Regions from separate parts of the Rattus norvegicus genome. Here region 1 is linked to region 2. Evidence: chromatin contacts called from public Hi-C data. All regions are on one chromosome and are shown on one strand. Each heading gives the region's core, a stretch centred on a gene start, on an enhancer-like site or on the middle of the called end of the contact. The rest is flanking DNA. Distances are from core to core; before and after follow the strand shown.

Evidence for each region. A called contact is a pair of places that touch in the nucleus more often than the background predicts.
Region 1: a contact with region 2 is called in a Hi-C map of psoas muscle, with 6 times the contacts expected there. The contact joins two enhancer-like sites. A contact is called at or near these places in 3 of 12 Hi-C or Micro-C datasets (hepatocytes, kidney and psoas muscle).

The regions. Positions count from the first base shown.
Region 1 is chr14:90,738,885-90,745,294 of GRCr8, forward strand. Grb10 (growth factor receptor bound protein 10) reads right to left here. Exons shown (of 17, transcript NM_001401403.1): 4 at 5,148-5,301. Among named protein-coding and RNA genes, the nearest start is that of Ddc, 59 kb to the left of the region's middle. Within about 2 kb of position 3,582, at least 48 of the 93 cell types and tissues checked have an H3K27ac peak or open chromatin away from gene starts, as enhancers often do.
Region 2 is chr14:90,637,472-90,643,614 of GRCr8, forward strand. The region is part of intron 6 of Ddc (dopa decarboxylase); the gene reads right to left. LOC120096667 (a long non-coding RNA gene) reads left to right here. Exons shown (of 2, transcript XR_005493421.2): 1 at 1-4,702. Among named protein-coding and RNA genes, the nearest start is that of Ddc, 42 kb to the right of the region's middle. Within about 2 kb of position 3,115, at least 7 of the 93 cell types and tissues checked have an H3K27ac peak or open chromatin away from gene starts, as enhancers often do.

The DNA.
Region 1 (6,410 bases), core at 2,332-4,831, 100 kb after region 2:
TCTCCTTCTCCTTCTCCTTCTCCTTCTCCTTCTCCTTCTCCTTCCCCCCCCCCTCTCTCTTAAAATTACCAATGTTCAAAAAATAAGCCCTTCCCCTTGCTGGTCTCTGATTCTGCAGAAGGATCTTATCACCTTAGTCCCTGTGCAGGGAAGGCACAAACTCATTCCTGTAGCTAAAGGCTGGTGGTTCTTTCCACAAGATAAAATTTAAGGCTCATGTTTGCAGTACTCTTTCAAGATAAGAGAGATCTGAGGCTGTAGTAATCAGCTAGGCTTCTCAAATTTATAGAATTTATATAAGATATTTATAGTGCAGAGAAACACTAGGCTGGGATTTCACACGAGATTCCTGGGACGACTTCTTGTCTCATTTTTAGCCAAGCACATGGTCGGCTCTAGGTCACGACTCCCTGCTGGGATTGCATCATTTGTTCAGAGGCGAACAGAGACATGAAGGTACCGTCACGTCGTCCAAGCAAGAGGGACTGTGCTCAGGTTCCAGATGCTGTAAAGCTTGGGGCTCTGAGCGCTTAGCAACACCACGAGTCAGCGTGACAGTCAGGGCAGCCTTTACTTTTATCTTGGGCAATTTAGCACCAAAGCAGGCTCTGTGGGAACTGTTTTTATGTGAGTATTTTTATAATATGTAGTATCTAATAAATACTTAAAATATGTAAAGTTTTTTTTTTTATTTTTTATAAAAACCTTCAAAAAGCTCTAGGTTAACTTGAGTTTTCTTTGTTAACTTTTTCAGGTCCTCTTAGACCAAGTAGGAAATGTGAATTCCCAAGAACGTGGGGGAAAATGCAAAATTTCCCGAACTGTGGAATACCTAGAGTCTTGTACTTGCTAGACAAATCCTGCACCACAGAACTATATCCCCACCCCAAGCTAGTGGTTCTGTCTGGCTGCTTTTGGTAAATTCACATGGGTGCTCCTAATGAGACGGTGCACGGATGTTCAGCTTGCTCAGAGGGGTTCTGAGGCTCAGGTTTGCTGTGGCACCTGACTTCAGTAAAGGTCTTACATGTGAGTGGTCTCAGATACAAATTTTATTCTTTTGACATTTTAGTTACTGACTGCAAAGTGGCCTTGCCTTTCTTGGGCCTTGGTTGATGTTTGAGCAAGTCTCTGGTGGTCTGTTCTATTTCACAAGAGGAGAAGAGGATAAAATAAGTGCCCACAGCGGTAGCTGTGGCATTAATTAGGTCTTGTATCAAATATAGGAAGTAGCTGCACTGTGTCTATATTTTCCGATGTGCCGAATTAATATCTGAAAGACGAGGGTGACACCAGCCTCCTCCAACAGACAGGGAGCTAGGGCTTCCCAAGGTGCTGCTGCTCTGAAGGGGTCACCAGCCCTGTCCTAATATGAGTCTAGGCTCACCCACCACACACTGGGCTTGCCTCTTAGTACAGAGGAGATGGCCACCAGGCAGGGCCTCCCTGGAGAGATGTGAGTGAGTAGGAGGTTAGAGAAAAGAGATGGGTGTGCCAAGCAGAGGGTTTTATCTTTTGACACGGATGAGCTGATATGTCTTACGCCAGGCTGCCACAGGATACTGCCATTGTCTCTGTCTCACTGGGTTATCTCCATCTCAGCTCTGGCTGCAGCCCGGGGACTTCTGTGAGCCACAATTGTCTCAGGATGTGGCACCTGAACTCAAATTAAACCTCGGCTAGGTCTAGGTCGCCATACTTCTGACCTCAGGAGGCACCAGATGACACGACATGCTGTGAGGCACCGAGAGGAGAACTAGGGATTGTGTGAGCGTCTACTCTTCACATTGTAACCACGGTCAGACTTTCCCATAGACCAAGGTCTCAATGGCAGTGCACTCACGGGATGCAGGTAAAGCCTAGGAAGACCCCAGTGGCCATCGGTACATGCAGGAGTAGAATCCTGTGTAAGGCCATCAGTTCAGTTCCAGAAAATTAATTTTAAAACTAGGCGAAGGGAGAAGACCTGTTTGGGGCTGGGGCCGTATTTGTGCACCATTAATGATGGGCACAGAATATGAGACTAATAGTGTTTAAAGAGCGAAAGGAAAAACATGCTAAGGAGTCACTATGTGGTCACGTGAAACTTGACTGGTTGAAGGAGAAGCCTGCCATTGCTGAGCCTGTTATGAATTCAGTAAGGTCCCATCTACAGCACTACCTAACATGAATCAGACCTCCTGTTCCGAGTTCCCTTGTCCTCCATATTTCTCAGAAGTTCTGCCCTTGAACAGTACAATCCAGCAACAACTTATGTCCGCTGTGTCAGTACACTCCAGATAGGACCTCAGTTTTCCCTGTCACCACTGCATGTGTTCAAGCACCTGGCTCACCTACTGAGGTGGAAAGGTTGTGCTTAATGACAGGCCCGATTTTGGTTACGCTAGCTCGGCCTACAGAGACAGTGTATAAGTTCCACATCACAGAACAAGGTCAGGGCAGCTTCTGCTTTCTGCCCCAGATATCCTACTCCATCAAAGTTGTGTCCTCATGAAGGAAGCCAGCCAGGTTTGGTTTTCTGCAGCTAAATATATCCTGACAGTGGCTAAGACAACTTGGAAATCCATAAATCCAGCAGCCATGTTAGTGCCATTGTCATCTGTAACTATGTCAGTCCTCAGTGATATGGGGTCCCTCACATCCTTCCTAATAAGGCTGTCCCACCAGGCTGCTGAGTACACGGCCCCCAGACAAGGTGCACTCAGGGCAGTGTCTGTCGGATGGTAACAAGCTGGATTTAGCTTACTCTACTCTCTGCACAGCCCCTGTCTGTATGGAACGAGAAGCAGAACTGGGGAGCACTGTTGTTTGCAAGAGTGGGGCTGGGGGTCTTTTCTGTCCCCTGCAGAGTTTCCCTCCTGTGCTTCCTTGAGTCTTGGGGCTTCCAGAACCAGCTGGTTACTGAGTTTCCATGAGGCATTTTGTGAATCTATGAAGGAGCCAGGCTAGTGCTGCAGGGCGACCGAGTGTGGCAGTGGCCCCCAGACAAGACCACTGGAACCTTTGGTAGCAGAGCTGCATGTGGCCACACGGCACTCTGCAGCGCTCCAGGTCTTTGGTGTTCACATGTGGTCACTGGGATGGGCTTGTGGAAGTGTCCCATGCAGGGGAGGGTGTCCACTCACATCCTCACCTTCCTAGGAATCGGTACTAGGACTCTGATGCCTAAGATGAGCAACAAGTCCACACCCCACTATCTCTCTCAGGGTTGGGGTCCAAACACCTATGCCAGGCCACTCTTGCCCCTTTAAGGAGCCATTAAAAAGTCCCTGGAAAGGAAACTCAGAGGGAGTGGAAGGAAGGCCTCTAACTCGCCGAGCTGGGACAAAAAAACACAAGAAAGTAGGATAGGGCTTCTGTGGAAGAAGAGACTCAGAAAGAGTGGGATATTGACAAAATTATACAATTTACGTGCATGAGGTTATCAGAGAATAAATACAAAATAGAACTAAAAACAGCCACAAAGAACAACAGCCTTCCACAAGTAAGAAACACCCTCCCTGCTCTCACTGGTCCCAGTTGGCTTGAGGAATCTGACGACAAACACACCAGTGCACTGTTCTCATGAAGAGCCAACTCTGATCCCAAGAAAAACACGAGCAGGCAAAATTCCCGGGTTTCCTTATTCTTACAAATTTGGACAATCGGTGGGGAGGAGGCTTATTTTCTTGCCAGGCAAGGCGAGGGCCAGACAGTACTTTTGTGGTCTACTTCAGGACAGGAAACTTGTAAACAACCTCGGGGACAAACCATACACGATCATCAGGATCCTTACTCAAGGCAGAAGGTCACCAGGGAGGTAGACAGCCCAGATGCACTTCAGCATGTGACCCTGTGCGGAAGCCAGGACCGTACTGGCTCTGAGACAAGGAACACTGACCTCACCTTCTAAGTCTGACAGTGCTGTAATGCGGGTGGCTCGAGAGGCGCTCAGGGGTAGCAGTGTTCCAAAGTCAGCGAGAATTAGAAAAAGCCTAGTGGAGAGCTGGTGCTGTGTGCCACTAGGCTGCAAAGAATGGGGCTTGCTGGCTCCCCTGTGTAAGAGAACAGCAGAGGCGGGCAAGCGGGAGGAAGAGTGGTTCTAGTGGGAAAACAGAATCTTTTAAATTGCAAGCTTGAAAGAGGCAGTTGTAGGTTGACACCAGCCTCAGTTTCCTCCACTGTAGGAGATGGTGGCATCTGTACTGAATTTATAGGGCCAACCAGAGCAGTAAGTGAGCACCGCCGTAGCAGCCTGGGCTGCGAGCGGAGCCTAGCCTCCCTGTAAAGTCACTGTCTCTGTTAACATTCCCTGCCGCAGGCTGTGGTGTGCTGCTGAGCCCTGGGCCATCCTGTTCCCAGCCCACTGCTCACCAGTCGCCTGCCCATGTCTCTGATAGGCTGAGTGGCTGTCACTGGGGAGTTTCTCACATGGGGGCAGTGACCAGCTCTCCACTGCATAGTACCACTTCAAAGGAGAAACAAGGTTTAAAAGGACAGTTATCTCCTGAGTCAAGGGGCCATCTTTGGCCTTGAGCAGGCTGCATTCCAAGTCAAGACCTCAAGATGGAAACTCCGACTGCATCCCATACTGAAGAGCGCACACAGGACGGCCCAGCGGTGTGCGCACAGCAGAAGGGCTGGTTGACCCGGACGGCCTGCTTGCACAATTTCTTTAAAAGAGCTAAAATCATCCTCAAGCATCAAATCATTAATTAAAAAACAACAGCAGTATCAACAACAACAACAACAACAAAACACAGTTAAGATTCTTTGAAACACAGTGATGCGTTCCTCAGTCTGGTGAGAGGCTAAAGACACTTGGATGCTAAGCCCGAGGTCCTGAGTTCGATCCTCCAGGACCTGCATGGTGTAAAGAGAACTGGCTCATGAAAACTGTCCTTTAATTATATATATGCATCATGGCACACATACTGTCTCTAAGAATAAATAAACACATAAATAAGTATATAAACACAGTAATTTTTTTTTTTTTTGCAAAACTACCCTGATACATTCTTAACTTAGTAAATTGAATTTTAGCCAATGCATTAAAAGGACTCATGAGACAAAAGAAGTTCAGTATCAACCCAAAGAGGCCATCTTAGAACTTCCCTCCTTTCTCCACAAAGAAATGCATCACCGTGCTGTAGTCAGGGACCACTTACATGCTTGGCAGGAGGCTGGCTCGGAGGAGGAGGTAAGGAGCTAGGAGCAACCGAAGGAGGGCTCCCAGGGGCCCCCCCAGCGAGCTCCGGAAACGGATTGGGGATGGCCGGAAGAGATGAAGTTCGGAGCTGCTGGTCTTCCTCCTGAAGGCGCCTACAAGGAAGGAGTTAAAAACTAGTGTGCCATGCTCGCACGCACTTGCTGGGTTTACACCCCAGAGAAGGAAATGCTGGGTTTCTATGGATGCTGGTACAACCATGCTCATGATGACAGCACTGTTCAAAGTGGCCCAAATCGGGAAGTAGCCTAACTGTCCAACCGTGAATGGGCATGTCTCTGTAGTGAAATATCATGTAGCCTTAAAAAGAGAATTATTCAAAAAATAAGGGGAGGGAATTCTGACATATACTGTAAGTGCAGAAAGACACATACTAGAAGACTGCATCGTGTAGGTCATATAAAATAGTTGAATTCAGAAAGTAGAATGGTGGGGACAGAGAAGTGAGAGCAGGAGCTCCTGTTTAATGAGTACAGTTTCTGTTCTCTAAGATGAGAATATTTTGGAGACTGGTCATCAATCCCAATTGGTCACTTACACTTTAAAAAATGACGGCTATGCAACGTATATTTTGGGCTCAGCATACCATACTCTATTGGCATCTATCTGTTCAATGTGTACTTCGTACTTAAAAAGGTTTTGTGAATAAAGTCAGATTGAAGAGAACAGGACTTCCTGGTCTTTGAAATTAATACATATCTAACCATAGGAAGCTTCCTGTTTCCTCACCTGAACTGTGGAAATTATCAATTTATGAGCAAAGTGATTAGGACTATACTGTTTGGAAATCAATGCTTCCTATATCGTTCTTCCTAGAATGTTCTCACTACTCATTCTCCTCTGTATTCCTTGGTACTTATTTAGGGTCATCGTTCCTTCCTCCCCACTTTGGAAAATCCAAAGCTCACTAGTTACACCATTAAGCAAAGGATGATGAATTGGGTATAATAATGAAAATAGGAGAGAAATCAAGTTCAAAGCTAAAATGATAATAAATTCCCAGTTCTTTTCTTTGTAGAGTCCTACCAGCGACCTCCTGACTCCATTTCCCAGGGCTTTCCGGAGAGACACTTCGTCCCACTCACCCACCAGTGAGGGAACATTACCAGTGTGTAGAGCCTTCCTTTCAGGATAGGCAGAGAAGGGGCCACTCATGGTCTGCTCAGGTCTGGCCCTCCTCTTATTTCAGCACACTGGGGAACTA
Region 2 (6,143 bases), core at 1,865-4,364:
TATAAATAAAAATTAAGATGGAGAACAGTTGAGCAACTGAGAAAAATACATGACATTGGCAGCTAGCATCCACATGTACACACATGAGGACATATGTACATATTACTGCATGTAAATAACACATATACTCATGCACATCTACACTACACACAGACAAAAAAAAATTGAAACTCTAGTGTGTGTTAGAACATGGACGAATACTGAAGCTCTTATGCGAAGTGAGAAGTATCTTTCATGAAAAGAGATACCTGGAAGAACTTGAAGCAATGAAATGAATATGGACACACAAGGTATACGAGTGATTTCCAGGAGGCTTGAGGGAAAGTTACCACCTGATGATATGAGATTTCGGTCTTGTAAGAGGAAAGGAGTTTTGCGTGTTGGCAAATGTAATAATTTCCCCTAAACTAATCAATTGATATCCACTAGTTTAGTAAACTCTATGCACATACACAGAGCTGCAAGGAAAAATTATAATATTAACTTTTAGAGTAGAATAGTAGCAATGAATATTCTGCAAACTCCTACTTCACCACCAAGCATGCCCAGATGGTGCCTAGCTTACAGTGCTCAGACCTCAGACTGTTCAAGCCTCTGACGCTGGGCCGGTGATACACAGCAGAGAGTTCAGGGCTGGCCTACTAAACGTTTGGAAGTGGTTCGTGTATTTCACACTATGTTTATTTTCCCAAAATCAAAAACTTAAAAAAAAAATTCGCAGAGGGTCATTGCGGGGGAGGAGGGGTACACCATAGCAGCAACAAATAACTTCTTATAATGTTGAGAGGACAGTTCCCCCAAGAAACCAGCAAGCCTCCTTGATATGCACCCCTCATCAAGATGCACAAACTAAAAATTGATTGCCCTGGGGAAAGAGAGAGATGAGGCAACCCTCACAGTTGAAGACGCTCAGCACTCTTCTCCTAGGAATGGATAGATCCAAGAGATATAAATGTGATGAAGACATTCTTGAACTGCAAAGGACCATTAATTATTGGATTTACTAAAATCTGTAAAGTACTTCATATAATAATCAGAAGAATTTAACTTCTTCACATGTTTATATGGAACATTCACTAACACAAGCCGCATTCTGGGCCATAAAACCCATCTCAATAAATTTGAAAGAATAGATATTATACAAGATATGTTCTTAAATGACAGCGGAATTTGACTAGAAACCAGTAACTAACAGATAGCTGGAGATAGATAGATACACTCCAAACTCTGAATAATCATAAAACACATTTCTAAATGTCAAAGGAAAATTCCCAAGAAATACCAAAGAGTACTTCAGCTCATAGAAAATGACACTACAACTCAAGGTAATTTATCAGTATAGTGAAAGTGCTTAGAGAGAGATTTATAGCATTGAATGCAAAAACTAGAGTAGAAGGAAAGTCTAATATATAACCTAAGTGATCACCTTAGGGAACTAGTAAAAAAAAAAAAGAAAATTAAGTGCAAAGCAGTCATAAGAAAATAAGAAGAAATATCAACACATTAATGAAATGGGGCATAGTAAAAAGTTAATTCTTTGAAAAGATCAATAAATGTGATAGGCTTGATCCAGATTAGCTAAGACACAACAGCAAAGACAAAAATTATTGACATCAAAACGGGAACCATCTCTGCACTGAAAAGATAAGTGAAAATATTGAGGACTCTGATCACTGCACTGAAAAGATAAATGAAAATATTGAGGACTCCGATCACTGCACTGAAAAGATAAATGAAAATATTGAGGACTCTGATCTCATAGGCACTAAAGGGACAATCAGAAATAGCATGGGCTCCATGTCCACGATTTAAAATGCAGATGGAATGTGTAGATTTCTTGAGAGATTCGACGTAAATCTTACGTAAAGATAAATGCATAATCTCAGTAGATCCGTCTGTATTGAAAGTGTGCGAGTAGTCAGTAACTTTCAAAATTAGAAAGTACCATTCCCAGCTGGACTCCTCGGGTTGTTCCACTGAACATTTCAGAAACAGACATGAAATGCCATGACTCATCTATCACACTAACATTACCACAGCACTAGACAGGAACTTTTAGGAAAGGCTATGATAGCCAAGCATCGTAAACATAGATAGAAGAATCTTTTATAAAATATTAGCAAAATGAAACCAACAATATGAAAGAAATTATACACTATAACCAAGTGTGCTTGACTTTGGGTGGCTGGTTGAATGTTCGAAAACAAATGTCATCTGGCTAAAGAAAACATATCATTATATATGATCCAAAGCAAAGTTACCTCTAGGCAGACTAGGATTATGCACAACTTTCTCGACTTGATAATAGCCATGAGTCTTGTGGTAGATTGGAACAAATGAATCTGAAGTTTATAATCAAGAGTCAAAAAAAAAAATTCTAAAAGAGATTTCATTCTAAATCTAGCCAACTTACTAAGAACCTGAAATAACCAAGGCAGTGCGGTCTTCGAAACGTCGAGAGAAGACTAGAAAGATGGCTCTGCCATTAAGAACACTGTGTGCTCTTCCAGAGTCCTGAGTTCAATTTCTAGTAACCACGGTGGCTCACAACCATCTGTAATGGGATCTGATGCCCCCTTCTGGTGTGTCTGTCTGTGACAGTGTACTCATACACATAAGGCAAATCTTTAAACAGAAAGAAATAAAGAAACAGCCCCCTTCCCCAGAAATAAGCCAAACCAGTGGGCCAGAAATAGGTCTACACATGTAAGCCAAACAGTGGTTGAAGAAGGAGAAATGGTTGTTTAATGGAGGAAGTATAGTCTTTCAACAGACCACTCTGGAACAATGGCCCATCACAAGACTCGCATATGCACACCCTCAAAGGACTCTAAACATATTTCACTCTTTTCACAAGACTCGGCTGAAGATAGATTATAGATTTAAGTACAGAGTAGGAAGTTACAGAGCGCCTAAAATGTAACACTGAAGAAAATCTATCTGGTCATGGTGTTGAATCAGCTGGCTGGAGTCCCTTTGTTCTGTTTATACAGAAATAATGTGTAGCCAAGGAGACAACCTTCAAGTTCTGGGCCCCTTTGTTTCCCTTGGTGTTTTGCAGCAGTGAGTGATGGCCATAAGCAGGTGGGGGCAACAGCAGGTGGTACCTTCTAGTGTTACAATTCATGCATGCCTTGGATATTGGGACTCTAAGCCCTGTACGTGCTACAGCTCTTGTGTAAGCCTAGAAAGCTGGGATTTTCAGCCCTTGCTTGTAATTAGGGTTGAAGTTTGTGGGCAGCAGGAGTAGAAGGATTTCTCAGCTCTTGACAGCAGCCAGTGTCACAAATCTTGTGTAGGCCAGGGAAGTCGGGATTCCTGAACCCCACACTCCGGCCAGTGTTCTGTGCTAGCCCCTCCCCCCCCCGGGGGGCCTCTGAGACCCTTCGCCCTAACGATCTGACAGCTCTCTGGAATTCCTCTGGCAAACAGGGCCTGCAGTTTTTCTTTTCTGACACCTTATGCCCTTTTCTTCTTTGGCCTCAGCTGCTCACCTTCTCCCGTCGCCCCTCTTCTTCAGCCCTTCGGGTCCCACCCTAGCAGCTCTCAAACGGTTCATCTGATTCTTCTTCAGCTGTCAAGCAGCTGCCTTGCCTCCCTCACCGCCCAGCCTGCCAACTTGCTCAGCTGTCGCTGCCACTGCCATTCCACTGCCTTTGCTATCTCTCTACTCTTTCTGTTACTCAACCTCACTTCTAAAAGGAAAGGCCACTGGGGGGCAGGGGTGTGTGGGGGAGAAGGAGAGAGAGAGAGAGAGAGAGAGAGAGAGAGAGAGAGAGAGAGAGAGAGAGAGAGAGAGAGCGATCCCTTTTATTAGACTTAATGTTGCCACACCAGGGAAGGCGACACAGTACAATGTATCGGGCCTGATACATTTAATGAGCCAGCCTGGGAAGTCGGAGGGCACGACCTGAGAAGAGGCATTGAGGCACAAACTGCCATTTGTTTTGAGCCAATACAGCCTTGCCTCTTAGCACCAATCACACCACTGAGATCTGTTTTTGGATCAATCGCAGCCTTGTCTCCTTACCTTAACCAGTCAGAGCAGTTTCTTTGCTAGGCCAGTGTGGTGGTTTCCTTTTGGCTTATGTGGAAATGGTTGCAGGGTTACAGCTTATGGAAGGAAGCTTGCTAGAGCAAATAGGCTGACAGGAAGGGTTTCAAACAGCCCTGGCTGAAGCTATAGCCGTCATTAGTTGGGACAATCAACTATGGCAGTCTTGTTTAGTTTTCTCAGGACCGTGTGTGAACTGTTCTTAGTGGTTGGCGCTGGCATAAGGGTAGTTGACTATTTGACGTGACAGTTCTGCTGCAGCTAAGGCAGCAAGGGAGAATATAACGCTAATTAGAGGGTCAAAATGAGTCATTCTTCTGCATGTTTGATTAGGAGAAAAGGGACATCATAAAGAGTACTTAAGGACTGTTTCATTAACGCTGATATCATTGGTTTTTATTTGTTTGTTTTGCTTTTGTTTTGTTTTAATAGTATTTAGCACTACCCCAAAAGGGGAAAGGTTGCTTGCACTGTACTGGCTAGTAAACTTTGATGTGTAACACCAAAGGTCTGATCTGTGGAAGGAATGGATAAATTGCACCTCACTAAAATTAGATATCTGTCTCACCATAGACAAAAGACACGAATTCAGCGGCTAGAACAAGCAGCTACAGACTTCGAGAAGACATTTGGAAAACATGCAAGTCGGTATGGAAAGTTTCTGTTCTATTTTTTATCTGTGAACCTGCACTATGACTTGAATGTGGAATGTCCCACACGGGCTTATGTGTTTCAACACTCACGCAGATGGCGGTGTGGCCTTAGAAGGTTGTAGGCTATTTGGGACATGGGGCCTAGCTAGGGGAAGCAGGATATTGTGGGGCAGGCCTTATGGGTTCTTGGCCAGCTCCCTTCTAGCCTAGCTAGCTCTCTGGTTTTTGACTGCTAATGTGATTTAACAGCTGCCTCACATTCCAACTGCCCTCCAAACAGCCCCTGCTGCCATCTGATAGCCTGTGTTCCTTAAACCAGGAGCCAGAATAATTCCTTCCTCCTTGAATTATTTCTGTTAGGTATTCTGTCTGTCACGGCAGCAACCTAAAACTGCTCTAACAAAATCAATCTGTTACCAAAAAAAAAAAAAAAAAAAAAAAAAAAAAAAAAAAAAAAGAGGTTGACATTGATGGCTGCCAGGGAAGGGAGAGTCAGTTTTCCTTAAGGGTGCGGCTCCTGGTATGTCAACTGTGCTCCACTGCATGGCCTCACCCCCATGAGTATCTGGGCAATGCAAAATAACTCAGTGGGTTACTTAAAAAGAAAAAAAAAAAAAAGCACAAAGACACAGGTTTGTGAGTGGGTAGGGAGGTGTAGGTAATTTCTGAAAATAATTAGGGAGAGGAATTGGGGGGCGAATATTATCAAAACGCATTGTGCAGAACTCTCGGTGAATTCATAAAAAACATTACCTTTAAGGAGAAAAAATTAAAAATCAACTCAGAAGTTGGAAAGATGGTCAGTGTCTAAGAGCACATACTGATTTGCAGAGAAGAATCCAATTTCTAACCCCCATTATGGGGCTGTTTACAACCACCTGTAACTTACTGTAGCTCTAAAGGAGTCTAGCACCTTCTTCTGGACTCTGTGGGCACCTTCTCTCTCTCTCTCTCTCTCTCTCTCTCTCTCTCTCTCTCTCTCTCTCTCTCTCCCCTTCACACAGACACACACACACACACACACAAATGATTTCATATTTTATTAAAAATGTATGGACACACAAAAAGATATTTAACATTTTTACTCACCAGAGAAATGATCATTATGTCCCTAGGAGAGGTTATTACACCCCTTATCCATAGAACTACAACAAAGAAAAATGACAACGCCAAATGCTTGTGAGGAAGCCAAAGACCCTGAATTTTTCAAGCTGAATAGTGGAACGATGAGACAGTCTATTAATCTTACAGAATGTATCCCAAAGAAATGGAAATGTTTCTCAATCCAAATATCTGTGCATTAATGTTCACAGATGTGCGTGGGTGGAAAACGGGAGAAACTAAAGTATTTCTCACTAGGTGATGGATGAACACGTCATGAGCTACACGGTTTGGTACCGAATCTGCAGTAGAGCAGCCCAAAGGACCTAGATGGA